3 separate regions of the Mus musculus genome follow, and all the other regions are linked to region 1. The links are chromatin contacts, called in public Hi-C and promoter capture Hi-C maps. All regions are on one chromosome and are shown on one strand. Each heading gives the region's core, a stretch centred on a gene start, on an enhancer-like site or on the middle of the called end of the contact. The rest is flanking DNA. Distances are from core to core; before and after follow the strand shown. Region 1 holds the start of Ube2v1 (ubiquitin-conjugating enzyme E2 variant 1). Region 2 holds the start of Pcif1 (PDX1 C-terminal inhibiting factor 1). Region 3 holds the start of Zfp335os (zinc finger protein 335, opposite strand).

Region 1 (4,872 bases), core at 1,431-3,930:
ATCTCAAGCGCAATGCGCGTGGGTGAGCAGCAAGAGGAATCCCTCTCTGGGGACTCGATGTGACGCATGGAAAGGGGCGGAGTCTCCTTGAGGGAAATGTGAACTCCAAGTACTACAACTCCCAGCAGGCCACCGCTGGACTACAATAACCAGCATGCCCCGGGGCGCTCTTTCCCTCCCCCCCCCTTCCTCTTACGTTGTTCTCGTGGGAATTTGCAAGATCACTTTTGCTTGCAAGATGCATCTGCTGGCAGAAATTTTATGAGCATAGAGGATAAAGAGTTGTGTTTTGGCCGTCACTTCACCTATTGGCCCAGATCCTGTTTTCTCACCTTCCTTTCCTGTCTTTTCTGAGACAGAATCCTTCCTTCGCCCTGGCCTGGAATTTCCTATCAAAGATTTTTTTTTTTTTACTGCTATGTTTATGAAGGTTTGCTGTACGCATGGATACATGCGTGCCTGATGTCTAAGAGGTCAGAACAGCAGTTGTATCGGTGCTGGGAATTGAACCTGGGTGCTTAGCAAGAGCAATAAATGCTTGAAACTGTCGAGACATCTCTCGAGCCCCCAGCCTCCTTTTCCTCATCTTTAAAATGGAACCATTCTTAGCAGTGCCTGGCATTTATACGTGGCTTAGCAAATGCCAGATTTCCTGCCGCACCCGCATCCTCTCATCGTCCAGGGTATTTATCAAAGCATAGAGTGAGACTAGCCCCTTTTCAGAATGTTGAACCAGATACTAGGTGCTTCAAACCTCTGGGGGTGTACTTTGTTGTTAGAGTCAGCGTCTTGACCATGTATTCTAGGCAGGCCCCAACTCTCCAGCCTCCAGCCTCAGCCTCCCTACTGCTGCAATTACAGGGGTGCTATCTTTACAAACCTCTCAGCAGAAGCCACCCAAAAAGATTCACAATGAAGACCCAAATCTAGAGACTCTCACTTCTGAAGTGAGTCAGCCTCCAGAGACAAATGCTTGCTCTAGGTCCCAGTGCTTTAGAGTGGCTCGAAACCCGGAGCGAATGTTGTCTGTGCGTCCAAAGGACGCTTTGTGTCATGTGACATGTGAAGCAAAGGCAAGCTATATGGCAAGCAGCTGGAACTCCTGGCATCTCAAGAGCCTCCAGAGACGATTACAATAGGAGAGCCCAAAGGCTCTGAGGACAGGGAGACCATGTGAGGTTCCAGCAGCCTCGAGAAGAGGCAGAGACACGCTAGAGAGGCCCTGCATGTGTCATAAGGTCAAGGCTAGAGTGAGGCTGTCGTAGTATTGTGGACTCAAACCTGCAGACACTTCGGCAAGCAGGTACAATATTGGGAAACAGGGAAAGCCTTCATAAATACAAGGCCACAGACACGTCACGGCCCCCAGCATAGCCCCAGCCCCGGGAGCAGAGCCTCAGTGTATTGTGCACTCACCCTTCCCAGTTTACCTAGAGACCTGGTTCCCTCTGTTCTGTGGGACAGACTCCTAGGCTGGTGTGCATCTTCTGCAGGACGGTAGTTCTGAGCTTACCACGTACTTCCTCAAGAGGAAATGCAGTGGAGCTACCTAGAATACACCAAACAGATGACAAATGGAATGTTCCAGGAATGTCTCCAGCTTCCTTGCCCCTCTGCTGTCCCTCTTAGCAGTATAATCTGCAGCCTATCTGGCTACTTCATCCTCGATTTCCAAGTCCCCTTAAGGGTTTCACATCAAAGGTGGCTTTGTGATGGGTTTACTCTATATGCAGACAAGTGTCTTCAGACCTTTGCAGGAGGCCTTTTCTGATTCTTCCTGGTGCCCTTTATAGGTTTGTCCCCTATCTTATCATAGGTAAAATGTATATTTATCTATTTATATTGGCTTACTTGTTCTCTGTCCAACTAGAATGTAGCAATTGAGAAGAGAATCTCATTTCGTGGAGACATTGCCATGTCCGGCACCAAGCACAGTTCTCCCACATAATTCCATCTCTAAGAAGAACTCTAAAACACAAGCCTGCAACCCCAGCATGAGGCAGAAGCCGAAGAATCAGACAGCCAAGGTCATCCTCTGTATAGTGGGCTCTTGGACAGCTGAGTTGAGAGCATGTCTCGAACAAAACCCCTAAACAAACAAACAAACAAACAAACAAGCAGAATGCATGTCTCAAGGTTGGTGGTTCTCAAGCCCCTAGCTGCACCTTGTCCCTACATGCTTCAGGCCCCAGAACAGCAACAGTGCCGGAAACAAGATTGTACTGGCCCACAATTTGACGCATTCAGGCCTTTCGGTGTTATTTTTCTCCATATACCCCATAACAAAGATCATCTGGCTTGGGGTCAAATTCTGACTCAGCTACTTAGCAGTTGAGTTGAACTTCATCTCTCGCGGTTTCATTTTCGCTACGTGGTGAGGACACAGGGGGACGGAAACAGCCTGGGAACAGGCGCGGGGCTCCACAGCCCTTCCCCCCCATTCTATTCTCCCGGAAGCGCACGGTCACCCCGGGGCCCTCGAGCCGAGCACCTGCACGCCTCCCCCGCGCTCGGGCTGGGCGGGGCTTGCAGGTTGCCCCGCCCTCATGCTCGCTCACTGAAGACTCGGGCAAAGCCCTTCCCGCCCGGCTCCTGCGACCCCGAGCGGGCGTCAGCGGCACCGTTTGCGGCTGCGCCTACACCTGCGCCTGCGCACTAGCGCCCGGAGAAAAACTCAAGGGGGGGTGAAGAAGGGGCCGGCCTTCGAGCGACAGCGACGCAAGATGGCAGCCACCACAGGCTCGGGTGAGCGGGGGCGCCGGGCGTGCTGGCGGACGGGGCGCGGGCTCCCTGGGCTTGGTCCCGGTCTAGCGGAGGCCATGGTGGCCGGGACAGGGCTCCGCGCTGTCCCTGCGGCTGCGTTTGGCTGCTCGGCCGGGCCTGGGACCATCAGGCGGCGGCCGGAAGCCCGGGCGGGGGCAGCCGGGCCGTGGGCGGTGCGGCCAAGCCGGAGGCTCGGGCGCCTCCGGGGGGCGGGGGGTGGGGGAGAGGCCGGCAGAGGGGCCGAGTGTGCTCGGGAATGCCCGGGCGAGGTCCCGCTGGGAGCTGGCCCGGGCGACTGGGAGCCGGGAATGCCCGGCGGGGGTACGCGGGCGCAACCCTAGGGAACACGCACGGAGCCTCGCGGGCCGCAGGCGAGGCCGCCGGGGCCCCGCGTCAATTTAGGGTCGGGGCTGCTCTCATCGTGGTGGTCGCTTCCCAGGGAAATCCGGGCACCTGCACGGGCTGAGCCCGGGCGTTCTGCCGTGGGAGCAGGCCTGGGTTGCAGAGACCAGGGATAGGTTTCAGAAGGCGCGCTGGGAGCCGAGCGCCGCGTTGGATGGGCACGAGCAGGTGCCTAGGAAGCCCTGGTGTGTGTGTCGGGGGGTGGGGTGGGGTCTGTTGGGGCGTGTCGCCATTGGGAAGGCTCCTGCAGTGGGGAGAATGGGATGGGGTGCAGTCCCGCAGATGCTGCTTTTAGAGAAGAAAAACCTCTTCCTGCGGGGAGCGGATGGAGGAAGTGCCTGTCACTCCTAATCCTTCTGCGAATTGGGGGAAAATATGTGGGTTCAACTCAGAAACTCTCCATTATCTGGATGGGTAGGAGAGGAGCAGTGAAATGAGAGCCCTTGGATCAAATGGAAGGGATAGCAAGAGGGTAAAGGGGATGCTCTTAGGGGAGAAGCTCTTGTCGGTCTCTGATGGGCTAAGAAGAGAAGGCCAGATGGGGAGACCCGAAGGGTCTGCTGCCTTAGAACCGGCAACCTGTACTTGATTATGAGCCATGGACTCTGGCAGGCTAGAGAAGGTGGAGTGGGTTTGGTGAAGGAGATCCCCCGGGGTCTGGGAAGGCATGGGAGTCTGCTTTTCCAATGAAGGATTCAGGAGAGAGTGGGTGCTCCCTTCTGGTGTGGGGCTATATCCTCGGGAGTCTGTTGGTGGAGGTGAGCAAGGGGTAAGGACAGGCCACCAGCCTAGGCACTGGTGTTTTGGGGCTGTGAGGCCACCAGAGGAGATGTTGTGGGGTGGGAAGCAGAGAGGTGCTGCCTGCAGTGACCCACCACACAGTGCCTGGTGTGTCCTGGAGAAGACTGCGGAGCCAAGTCAGTCCATTTCCTGACAAACACATGGCGGTGGGCACTTGGGAAGACCCAGTCTGCCACAGGCTGTACTGGGGTGGGATGCAGGGTATCTCGCAGAGAGGTGCCAGGCAGCCAGTACTGGGGTGGCCCTACCAGTCAGCACTGCTTGTCCTTGCTTTAGGACATCTCAGGATCCGGTTTGACAGCCACTTCTAACTTCTGAGGCCCTGCCCGTGCCTCAGGAGTGCAGATAGAAACAGCAGCTCAGCAGCAGCTGCTGTGTACAGAATCCAGAAGAGTTTGGGCTGGGTGAGGCTCAGTGCTAGAGTGATCTGACCAGCAAGTCGGAGGCCCTGGATTCCATCCCTAGCTCCATGAAAAGAAGGAAGCGCACATAGCACAGCTTAGATAGCATAGGAAGGCTTTAGGGAACCCAGAAACAGGCGTTCCTCAGCGCCTGTCTAGTCCACAGATGGTTCCTGGGGCCTCTTGTGTCCTGTTACTAGTAGCAGACAAGGTAGACAGAGCACTGTCTTTAGGTTTCATTCAAACCAGACAGAAGGCCATTCAGGATGGAAATAAAGTGACTCCAAAAAGCAGGAAGTGCTCTGAAGAAAATTGTGTGCTGTGATGAGCGAGTCTGATGAGGAGGGGGCAGGCTTCTCTCAGGGCCAACCCTGGAACTGAGACCAGTGGTGGGAAGAGCAAGGCCTGTGGCCGTGGGAAAGTACCATCGGTGCGGTGGGGACACTTGTGTTGAAAGATGAGATTAAAGGCCATGGGGCAGTAAGGTGGCCCAGCAGACAAAAGG
Region 2 (4,872 bases), core at 632-3,131, 2.8 Mb after region 1:
TCCGTTTCAGCCTTCCCGTTAGGTGGAATATAGACATATGCCAATGGTAATCATGTTTTCATTTTGCACAACGGAGCCCTGATACATTGCCAATCAAAGTGTCTGTAAACCAAAGCAAAGGGTGCAAAGCGAACGTAAGGAAAGTTGGGGCACTATCTCAAGCCACCCACAACTAAGAAAAGACACACTTCTTTGGCTGTCTTGAAATAAATAAAAATAAAAACATGCAAACACGTATAACACATCTTGTCCACCTTTATTGAAAATTTTGTGTCCCCCAAAATGTGAAGGATGCACCTGGTAGATGCAGTTGTTAGAGAAGGCAGAAGCAGCCCGGCCTCGTGCCACCTAAACAGGACACTACAGCAATCCCAAACCAGCTGAACCCCAACGACACCTATTTGCAGTTAGAAGCAGGAGGGGTAGAACTACCAAAGAATTTGTAACTTTAGGGCAGGGTCTCACACAGCTGAAACTGGCGTAAAACTCCTAATGATCCTGCCGGAATCGGAGTGTTAAAGATTATCGCCCTTAGTCATCCTATCCTGCCTTGGTCATCCATCCATCTCTTAAGTGCTAGAATTTCAGATCTGTGCCTTCACCCTCGACAAGATTTTATTTTTAAACGCACCCCAGATGGGACTGGGAGACAAGATGACACACTTTTGCACTTTACACAGCTTGAAAATGTTAACTTGGAACTTGTTAAGTGCTGGTAATAAAGCTACTTAGTACACTGACTGCCCGGCATATGTGAAACCTAGGGTTATATCCCCAGTACCACATACACACACATTAGAGCCAGGTGTAGTGACAGACGACTTTAATCCCAGCACTAAAGACACAGGGTTTCTGTGAATTCGAGGGCAGCCTGTTCCACATAGTGAGTTACAGGATAGCCAGGGCTACACAGAGACCCTGTCTTTTAAAAATAAGATAAACTCGCGTAGATAGGTGCAGCAGGTCTCTGGCCAAAACGCCAGCTCTGAAGTTGGCCAGACCCAAGTTCAAGGCCGTGCTGCCGTCCTGACACCTACGTCAGAACCATCTGACCCCTGCACCGTAGTCTAGCGTTCTGTGGACTCTCGCTGCTGCTCCCATTAAGTGACTGTTTTCACTTAGCCTGTGCCTTCCGGACCCCCACGCATACCAAAGTCGGAGAAGCGCAGCGTAGTCTAGAGACAAACAACTGTATCTGCGCAAGCAGCGGAACTCGGACTAGAAAATGCATCCGATTCCGGGATTGGAGGAACATGGGCGGGATCACATACCAGAGTACCAATCATAACGCCCCGGCTCTGGTGGGCGGAGCCACGCAGGCGCACAGACGGGAACCCTCCCCCACCCCGCTCCCAGCGCGCTCCCGCCTGCCCCTCCCGCAAGCCCAGCGGGGGCGGGAAGTCTGGCGCGCGCGCGCCGGCCCTTCGCCCGGGCTCCGCCCCCCGCCCTGCCGCGCGCTCCCGCCCCCGGGCTGAGGCGACTCTGAGTCGGAGCCCGACACAAAGGCGGTGGCGACGGCGGCAGCGGCAGCAGCGAAGGGACCCTAGAGGCCGCTCCGCCCGGGCTCTCCGGGCCCACTGCACTCACCCCAGCCGGCAGTCCTGCTGCCCACCCGCGGCTCTAAGATGGCGGCGACGAAAGAGACCGGGCGAGCGGCAGCCCCGAGCGGGAAGCGCCGGAGGGGCCTCCGCCGTCCTGCTTCGGACTCCCGGACCCAGGCGCGGCACGCAGCGGGACCGTGGCTTCCTGGGGCTCTTACCTGCCCGAAGCGGACTCGAGGGGATGCGGCCACACGTTCTGCTCGACCGCCCGTTTTGCCGCCTCCGCCTCGCCCTCCCCAGCGCCGCTGCCGCCATCTTGTGTCCCGGGCCGGGACTCCGCGCTGCGCATGCGTCGGTACCGCCTCTGAAGGACCTCGCCACGGCCGCGCCGCCATCTTGAGTGTGGCAACGTTGACTGGCTCCCCAGACCTTGATGGCTTTCGCCCCCACCCCCCGCCCCCAACTCCCCATTTTCCGGTTGATCTGGGTGGTCCCTTGTGGTCCTGAGGATGGGGAAAAACAGCGTTGCTATTCTTGAAACGTAGGTGGGAAGGAAGGAATCTATCGCACACCCCTGCCTCAGTTTCCCTGCCGAACGCATTCGCAGGGGCTGAAGATCTAGGACACTTTAGGGGGCACGAAGCTGGTCTAGAGTCTTCTGGGGGCTCTGGCTCAGTTGCCGACATAGGCGGAGCGGTGACGTAGGCCCTGCACGTTGGGTCCTGGCCTGCACAGTGCTCTGCCGCTTCCAGCTGGTGTCCTCTCGGGGCCTCTGCCCTCTAAGGGTCCTGGAATGTTAACTCTCTCTGCCTAGAGGCCAGGTGACGAAGACGTGCAAATCGAACCTTTGCGCGTTAGCAACCTGCTCACAAATTGCTCTTGAATAGTCGTAGCTTTTGGAGGAGTGCAAATAGGGTAGATGTGGCTTTGGGCAGTTGTAAAGTTGTGAAGGCTGCACACAGCTTAGTGGGAGACGCTTCTGCAAGGGGCCATCGTCGGGCTCCCTTCCGGAATTAGGCTCCTAGCTCCACCCACTTGTGGCCTCCTAAGGAAGCTGTTGCCCAGTTAAGGTAACTTGAAAGGAGGACAAGTTTGCCACCTGCTGCTGGACTAGCGTAGCAGATGGCCCAGCTGGTCAGCCTCTCAGGTCTATGACGCTGTCGGCGCTGGCTGCCCAGTAACTTGGAGCTGGAATGTTGGGAGGTCAGGAAAAATGGTCAACAATATAAACTAGTAAGAGTTGGAGGAGGATCTTGTCTAGTCTGCCCACAGACACCTGACCATCGACCCCAGGTGTGTCCATCTTAGGGATTTTTTTGTTCTTTTGGTTTTTTGATAGTTCTGCTATATAACCCTGGCAGACCAGGAACTCAGCAGTCTGTCTGCCTGCTGGGTGCTGAAATTAAAAGCATACACCATCATGCATCTCGAATCTTGGGAGACTGATAAAGGGTCACTAGTTTGAGAGGTCAGCAGGGCTACAAGATACTTGCTTTAAAAAGGAAAGTTTAACTTGGGAGGCAGAGGCAGGCAGATTTCTGAGTTCGAGGCCAGCCTGGACTACAGAGTGAGTTCCAGGACAGCCAGGGCTACACAGAGAAACCCTGTCTCGGGAAGAAAAAAAAAAAAAAAAAAAAAAAGGAAAGTTTAAAAGGGGAGTTGGTTAGGGGTGTAACTCAGTGTTTCCCTAACCTCTGACCCTGTTCCAGTTCTGGTTTTTGGTTTGGTTTTTTTTTTTTTTTTTTTTTTAAAGATTTATTTATTATATGTAAGTACACTGAAGCTGTCTTCAGACACTCCAGAAGAGGGCGCCAGATCTCGTTACGGATGGTTGTGAGCCACCATGTGGTTGCTGGGATCTGAACTCCTGACCTTCGGAAGAGCAGTCGGGTGCTCTTACCCACTGAGCCATCTCACCAGCCCCTTGGTTTGGTTTTTAAGCTAGCCAGGTGCGATAGTTCCTTTACCCGCAGGACTCCTAGCTCCATAGGGAGTTCCAGACCTGATCTTTTTCAAACAAACGCAAATGGAGTCAAGAGTGTGCACACCTGAGACCCCCAACAGCACTGGAAAGGCAGAAGCAGGAGGAGGCTAAGTCGTACATCAGTCAGCCTGGCCTACACAATGTAGTGGAACTCTCAAGCAAAACCAGAGCAGTGCACAAGAGCTGGACATGGTGGTCCTTGTCTCTAGGTCCAGAGACTAGGGAAGCTGAAGGAGGAGCCTGGGTAACAGGGAAATGCCATCTGAAGAAGGAAAGACAAGCCTGCCTGCAGAAAGTCATTGCATCAACTACATAAAGTGGAGGATGGTGGCACTAAGGCCACTTTACCACCTCACCAAGCAGAAGCTCCTGCAGGTGGTAGTCTACTTCTGTAACAGTCGCTCCCTGCTTTTACAGCCTTGCTACCTGACACTGAGCCATTCTAAGACCAGCTTGATCTATCCAGCAAGATGCTGTCTGCCTCTGCCCTCCTGAACCCCTTTGTGTATTCCTGGGATGTCACTAATTTCCCCATGCTTTACATAATTCACCCTTCAGGTCCAGGAAGCCTTCCTGACTTCCACCTTCCAATTCATCCTCCCACTTCTGTATTCTCATGTTTTGAGCTTACAGGATTTGTCCACTTCCTTTGCCTGTCCTGTACAGGACTTCTTCCGAGCCAAACCTACCATGTTCAAGATTTTTTTTTTTAAGATTTATCTACTATTATACATAAATACACTGTAGCTGATTTCAGATGCACCAGAAGAGGGTATCAGATCTCATTATGGGTGGTTGTGAGCCACCATGTGGTTGCTGGGATTTGAACTCAGAACCTTTGGAGGAGCAGTCAGTGCTCTTACTGAGCCATCTCACCAGCCCAATCTTAGTCCACCAGCTTGTGAAAGATCATAGCTAGGGCTGTTAATTACTTACCTTCAGTCACAGGTGGTAGGGAGGCTCTCAGGACTGTTCAACCCAGGATCCAGCCAGCCATGTAACCCTGCCCTAGTTGCATGTAGTCTTTTGCTTGCTGGGAATAAACTGGCGTCAGATTCAGATTCTCTGGGGAAAGGATGAAGGAGGCACTCCACATACATAGCCTTCCGGGAGCTATCTTTTGATGCAGAGCTTGCCTTTGGCTATAACTCTTCACCCATCTTTATGCCTAATTAAATGCATTGCTGCCCAGGAGAAATCTGTGATATAATTCTACCTTAGGGTGCTGTTGGAACATCAGGAGTAGGGGTAACTATTGTATACATCTTTCTCAGGAGTAATTTAGCAACAGCCACTAGAGTCCTTAAGGATGAGTAGGGCTTACTTTCCTATCCGCCTGGTTCATGC
Region 3 (4,872 bases), core at 1,775-4,274, 2.7 Mb after region 1:
AATGACACGCCTCTTCCAAATAGGCCATAACCCCTAATCCCTCCCAAACCAATTCCACCAGCTGGGAACCAAGCATTCAGATATAGGAGCCTACAGGAGCCATTCTCACTTCAGATGCTATGAAGTGCGGGGCCCGGTGAGATGCATCTGTAATTCTGATGCTCAGGAGGGAGAAGCAGGAGTGTGGGTTACACAGTGAGACTGTTTAAAATGACACTGACACATCCCTACAGCACCTGGTACGGTTCCTCCTCTTCCTTCTTGGCTTCTGTTTTCTCAACTGTCCACTCTAATGTCCTTTAGGTGAGAGCAGCTGTCTTCTCCACTTGCAGAATTTTTTCTGACAACATGTTCTGCTGAGAACCCTTGATTGGCAGTGAGAAAACCAGGGTTTGAACTGGCCTTAGTGGCTCATACCTACAATTCAGGCCCTTGGGAGGTAGAGGCAGGAGTATTCGGAGGTCATGGTCAGCCTTGGCTAAGCAGCAAGTTCAAGGCCAACCTAGGTCTCAATAGACCCAGGGTGTAGGTGTCTATGTGCACATACCTTTTTGTTTTATCTCCATTATTTAACACTTATTATGTGCATGCATGTCTGTGTAGAGGTATGTACAAGTGACTGCAGTTGTCCAAGAAGGGCCAGAAGAGGATGCCCCTGGAGCTGGAGTTATTGGTTAGCTGTAGCCATCAGAAGTGGCTGCTGGGAACTAAACTTGCTCCTTCTGCAGGAAGAGTCTATGTCATAGTCACTGAGCCAACTCTCATGCAGTTCCCCAAACCCAAGCCAACAGAGGCAGGAAGCAGAGGGTGAGCAAACAAAACCAGCAGCCCTGAGAACCTGAGCCACAGCTGCCTCTCTTGGCCCCGCCCCTTTCTGTTCTATGGTGAAGCTGCTAGTGTCTCTCTAGACCAGGATCTTCTGGAATCCTGTCCCCTGGTTAGGGCTGGACTTCAGCTGGGCTGGCTGAAGATGTGATGGCTATGAGCTCAGTGCGACCACCCCTGGATGTCCTGGCCTAAGTGACCTTGTCAAGAGACAGAAGGCATCCAGTAGGATACAGGAAGGATATAAAGAAGTTGTTAAAACCAACCCGCCATGAAGCTAGCCCAAATGTAGGTCTCAAGGATTGTTCTAGAGGCCTGATAATGCTGGGTGGGAAGGAGGTACAGTGAGGATGGGCCTCCTCCACAGGCCTCTTGGTCTATTTCTATCAAAGAGGAAACACGAGGAAGGGAGAACTTTCTGTGACAAGAGCGTAGGAGCCCTTGTGTCCAGGTGCTAGTGATAACTCAAAGCCACTTGTCCTTTTCACTGAATTCATTTTTCTTCTCCTCTTTTTTTTTTGTTTGTTTATTTTTTGAGACAGGGTTTCTCTGTGTAGCCCTGGCTGTCCTGGAACTCACTCAGTAGATCAGGCTGGCCTCGAACTCAGAAATCCGCCTGCCTCTGCCTCCCAAGTGCTGGGATTAAAGGAGTGTGCCATCACCGCCCCGCTTTTTTTTTTTTTTTTTTTTTTTTTAGTACACGGTTTTTGTGTCCTGAAACTAACTCTGTAGACCAGGCTGGCTTTGAACTCACAGAGATCCACCCGTTTCTGCCTTTCCATTTCTGGGTTTAAAGGTGTGTGCCACCACTCCCTGGCTCTTTCCATTTCCTTTTCTTTCTCTCTTTTTTTTTTCTTTTCTTCTTCTCTTCTCTTTTCTGTTTTGAGATATGGTCTCGCTATGTAGACCTGGCTGTTCCGGAACTATGTAGAGCAGACTGGCCTCAAACTCACAGAAATCCGCCTGCCTCTGCCTCCCAAGTGTTAGGACTCAAAGGCGTGCAGCACCAGGGCCCGGCTTTAAGCATGTATTTATTGTTATGTCTGTAAGTGCACACATGACACTAAGAGCGCGTGGAGGTGGGTGGACAGCCTGGAAGAGACGGTTCTCTCCTTTTACCATGTGGTTTCTGGGAAAAACTTACTACATAGCTCCAGCTGGTCTATGTAAGTCAAGTGAGGTTAGCCTGCCTCTCCGGAGTGCTAGATTAAAAGCATGAGCCACCACCACACTGGGCCCAAGGACTGTAGACTTCTAAAAATACCTAACACTGCCTGCGTGCGTGCATGCGCGTCTATGAGCGCGTGTGTATGCTAGGAATAGGACGCAGGGCCTCGTGTTTGCCACTGAGCTAATTCCCCAACTTCTAAACACACCTACACTGATCAGAGGACAGCTGGGTGTCTGGCCCTCCAGTCCTAGTAAGAAATACAGCTGCGAAGTGCACCGTGGCCTAAGCATTAACTCTTCTTCAAACATCCCTGACCTCTGCCATTACCCGATCCCCCAAGTCGCCTTAGTTGTGATTCCTGACCAGCCTTTCCTGTCCTCAAACCTCGGTTTTGCCATCTGTACTACGGCACAGCAAGCCCAACCCGGGAGAACCCGATCTGGCTCGAGTGGAGCTTTAAGCTACAGGTGAAAAACCAGGAAAATGACTGACGTTCCCTCCCCTCTGGACACCTCTAAACCATCCCAGGTCGCGACGGTTCTCTAAGCGACCCCTGGAGGTGTGGCTAGACGCTGGGGGCCACACCCACGAGAGCCGGGCGCCTCCGCCGCGCCTTGTCCGGCGAGTCCGGGCTGGGACCTGCGTGACGTCATGCCACTTCCCGTGTAGCCCTCCGCCACACGAAAAAGTAGTCCCCGTACCCAGCTGACCTCAGCCCTAACACCGGGCAGCATGTGACTTCTAGAGTCCTCCTGGACCCGACGACGGCTCTGAGTCCTCCGAGAGGCCTTCTGAAACCCCGCAGATCTCTCTCTCCCGGGGGGACGGCGGCGGAAGTAGTTCCGGTTCGAGGGCGGCCGATGGGTTCCTCCGCGACGGGGGTGAGAGGATGGCGACCTCGTCGATGCCGGAGTCGGAGAGCGACACAGCAGCCAGAGGCTCAGGTTAGCGGCAGCCGGAGGCGGGCTGCCCCTCCGCACACTGCCGTGCACCGGGGCCCTGCCGCGAGGCTGCCGGGTGGCGGACTCCCGGGCCGGCGGGGCTGTCCGAACAGGGCCCCGGGGTCCCAGGCCCTTTAGCCGCTCTCGCATTTGCCTGAGCGGAAACCCAGCGCCGCCACAAGATGGCGCCGGGCCTGGAGCTCAGGCAGCGCCGGGGACAGCCCCGAGACACCAGGCCCCGCGACCGTCGCTGTCAGCCCCCTCCGCAGGGGAGTCCGGGGAGGGGGAGTGAACCACTGACCCCGGGGGCCTGCGGGCTGTACCACCGGCTCCTCATCCGAGGGGACACGGGGGCCGGAGCGCCGGGCCGCTGTGTCCGCCCAGGGTCGATTCATGCCTCTGGGAGGAGCAAGGAGCCGTGATCACCCACCGGGACCACCCTTCTTCCCAAAGGGTCCTAGCCTGAGAGGCCAGGCGTCCCTATTCTTTTCTGGAAGGTTCCCTTTCCAGGAAACCCCGTCCCATCTAGTCCGATGCTCAGTCTTTGCATCTGCAGAATGGGCACACCGGTGCATCTGGGTGGGTTCTGCTTGGCCGGGCCCGAAAGGTGGACCACTTGTTGCAACCATGGTCGTATCGCCCAGCAGAGTGAAAGCCTCAAACCCCGCGCTTCGCTGTCAGTCGGTCCCCAGAACCAATGGAGGAGAACGAGGTGGAGAGCAGTAGCGACGCGGCCCCTCGGCCCGGCCAGCCTGAGGAGCCTTCTGAGAGCGGCCTGGGTGTGTGCACCTCGGAAGCTGTGTCCGCGGACAGCAGCGACGCTGCGACCGTCCCAGGATTAACGGAGGCTGACGACTCTGGCGTCGGGCAGAGCTCGGACGGTGGCAACCACTCTGTGGTATGGATCAGTGTGGATGGTGTGGGCAGGGGGACCGTCAGCAAAGCCTACTTGTAGAAAATAACTGTTTTTGAGGCAGACGCCAAGCCATGCCATGCCAAACTGCTGTGGTCGGTTTTGACAAGTCCCATGGCTAAGAGACATACTTAAACCACTTGTTTCCAGAATCTTCAGAAAGGGAAACTGAGGCAGAGCGTGCTTGCTATCGACAGAGCCAGAATTATCCATGGTCTTACCCAGAGCCCTCAGGCTCCATGAGCCCGGTTCAAATGTTGATCCATCTCAGTTATCTTAGTCTTCCCATCTGTCAAATGGAACGGGAGGGCCGGGTTCTATGGGTGCTAGGCTGTAAGGGGAAACTGAGCCATGTTTTCCTGACCCATTACTTTGTGATTTGAGCAGGTTACCCAGGTTCTAGCCCTCATCTTCTCTGTTAAGTGAAAATTAGAAACATAGTCATCTCTGGTAGCTTCATAAGTAATTTTGCGAGATGGGGATTGTATCTGGACTCCACTTGATGGAGATATGAAGTAGTGGCCCTGGGTGTGCAGTTTAGGGTTTCATTATGTCAGCAGAAGTGGGCCTACCCTGGGGGTCTAACTTATGCTATATTACAGGGTTACTGCTAGGGACAGGACAGGTGTGGTCCAGGTCCTTGCAGAGAACACAGATTGGTGTGGAAAATGTTGAGGTGCGGGGGTGGGCTGGGATTGTGCTGAGGAACTGGGTCCATAGAGGAAAGCTTCTCTTCTCAGAGAGTAGACCCAACCTGTTGTCATTCCAGTGTGGTGAGGTGACTGGTCTCTGAAGGGAAGTGTGCAGGAGCAGAAAGGTCCTGAGTAAGGTCCAGCTTGCCCTCTAGAGGGGGCAGTGCCTAAATGGCTGTGAGAAAGCTGGGTAGTGATCATGGAAGAGAGTGCAGCAGGGGGAGTGGTTGATGCAAAAGCCCAGTGACAGTTGTGCCTCCTGGCTGTGGCCTGTGGTCTAGAGAGCTGCTGCTTTCCCCCCTGGGGTAGTTCCTGACTATATCTGTGGGC

Evidence for each region. Promoter capture Hi-C pulls out the DNA fragments that hold promoters and counts their contacts. A called contact is a pair of places that touch in the nucleus more often than the background predicts.
Region 2: a contact with region 1 is called in a Hi-C map of uterus, with 7 times the contacts expected there. The contact joins the promoter of Pcif1 here to the promoter of Ube2v1 in region 1. A contact is called at or near these places in 1 of 39 promoter capture datasets (pre-B cells) and 1 of 484 Hi-C or Micro-C datasets (uterus).
Region 3: a promoter capture Hi-C map of pre-B cells shows a contact between it and region 1, with 2.5 times the contacts expected there. The contact joins the promoter of Zfp335os here to the promoter of Ube2v1 in region 1.

What each region holds. Positions count from the first base shown.
Region 1 is chr2:167,629,813-167,634,684 of GRCm38.p6, reverse strand. It overlaps Ube2v1 (ubiquitin-conjugating enzyme E2 variant 1), which reads left to right and starts at 2,680. Exons shown (of 4, transcript NM_023230.2): 1 at 2,680-2,745. The coding sequence starts at 2,724. Gm31852 (a long non-coding RNA gene) reads right to left here and starts at 2,211. Exons shown (of 3, transcript XR_375265.4): 1 at 1,852-2,211; 2 at 1,431-1,549.
Region 2 is chr2:164,876,377-164,881,248 of GRCm38.p6, reverse strand. It overlaps Pcif1 (PDX1 C-terminal inhibiting factor 1), which reads right to left and starts at 1,881. Exons shown (of 17, transcript NM_146129.3): 1 at 1,760-1,881. 4930445K14Rik (a long non-coding RNA gene) reads left to right here. Exons shown (of 2, transcript XR_003953757.1): 2 at 1,208-4,872.
Region 3 is chr2:164,909,585-164,914,456 of GRCm38.p6, reverse strand. Zfp335os (zinc finger protein 335, opposite strand) reads right to left here and starts at 3,024. Exons shown (of 2, transcript NR_166490.1): 1 at 2,707-3,024. It overlaps Zfp335 (zinc finger protein 335), which reads left to right and starts at 2,707. Exons shown (of 28, transcript NM_199027.2): 1 at 2,707-2,940; 2 at 3,585-3,835. The coding sequence starts at 3,635.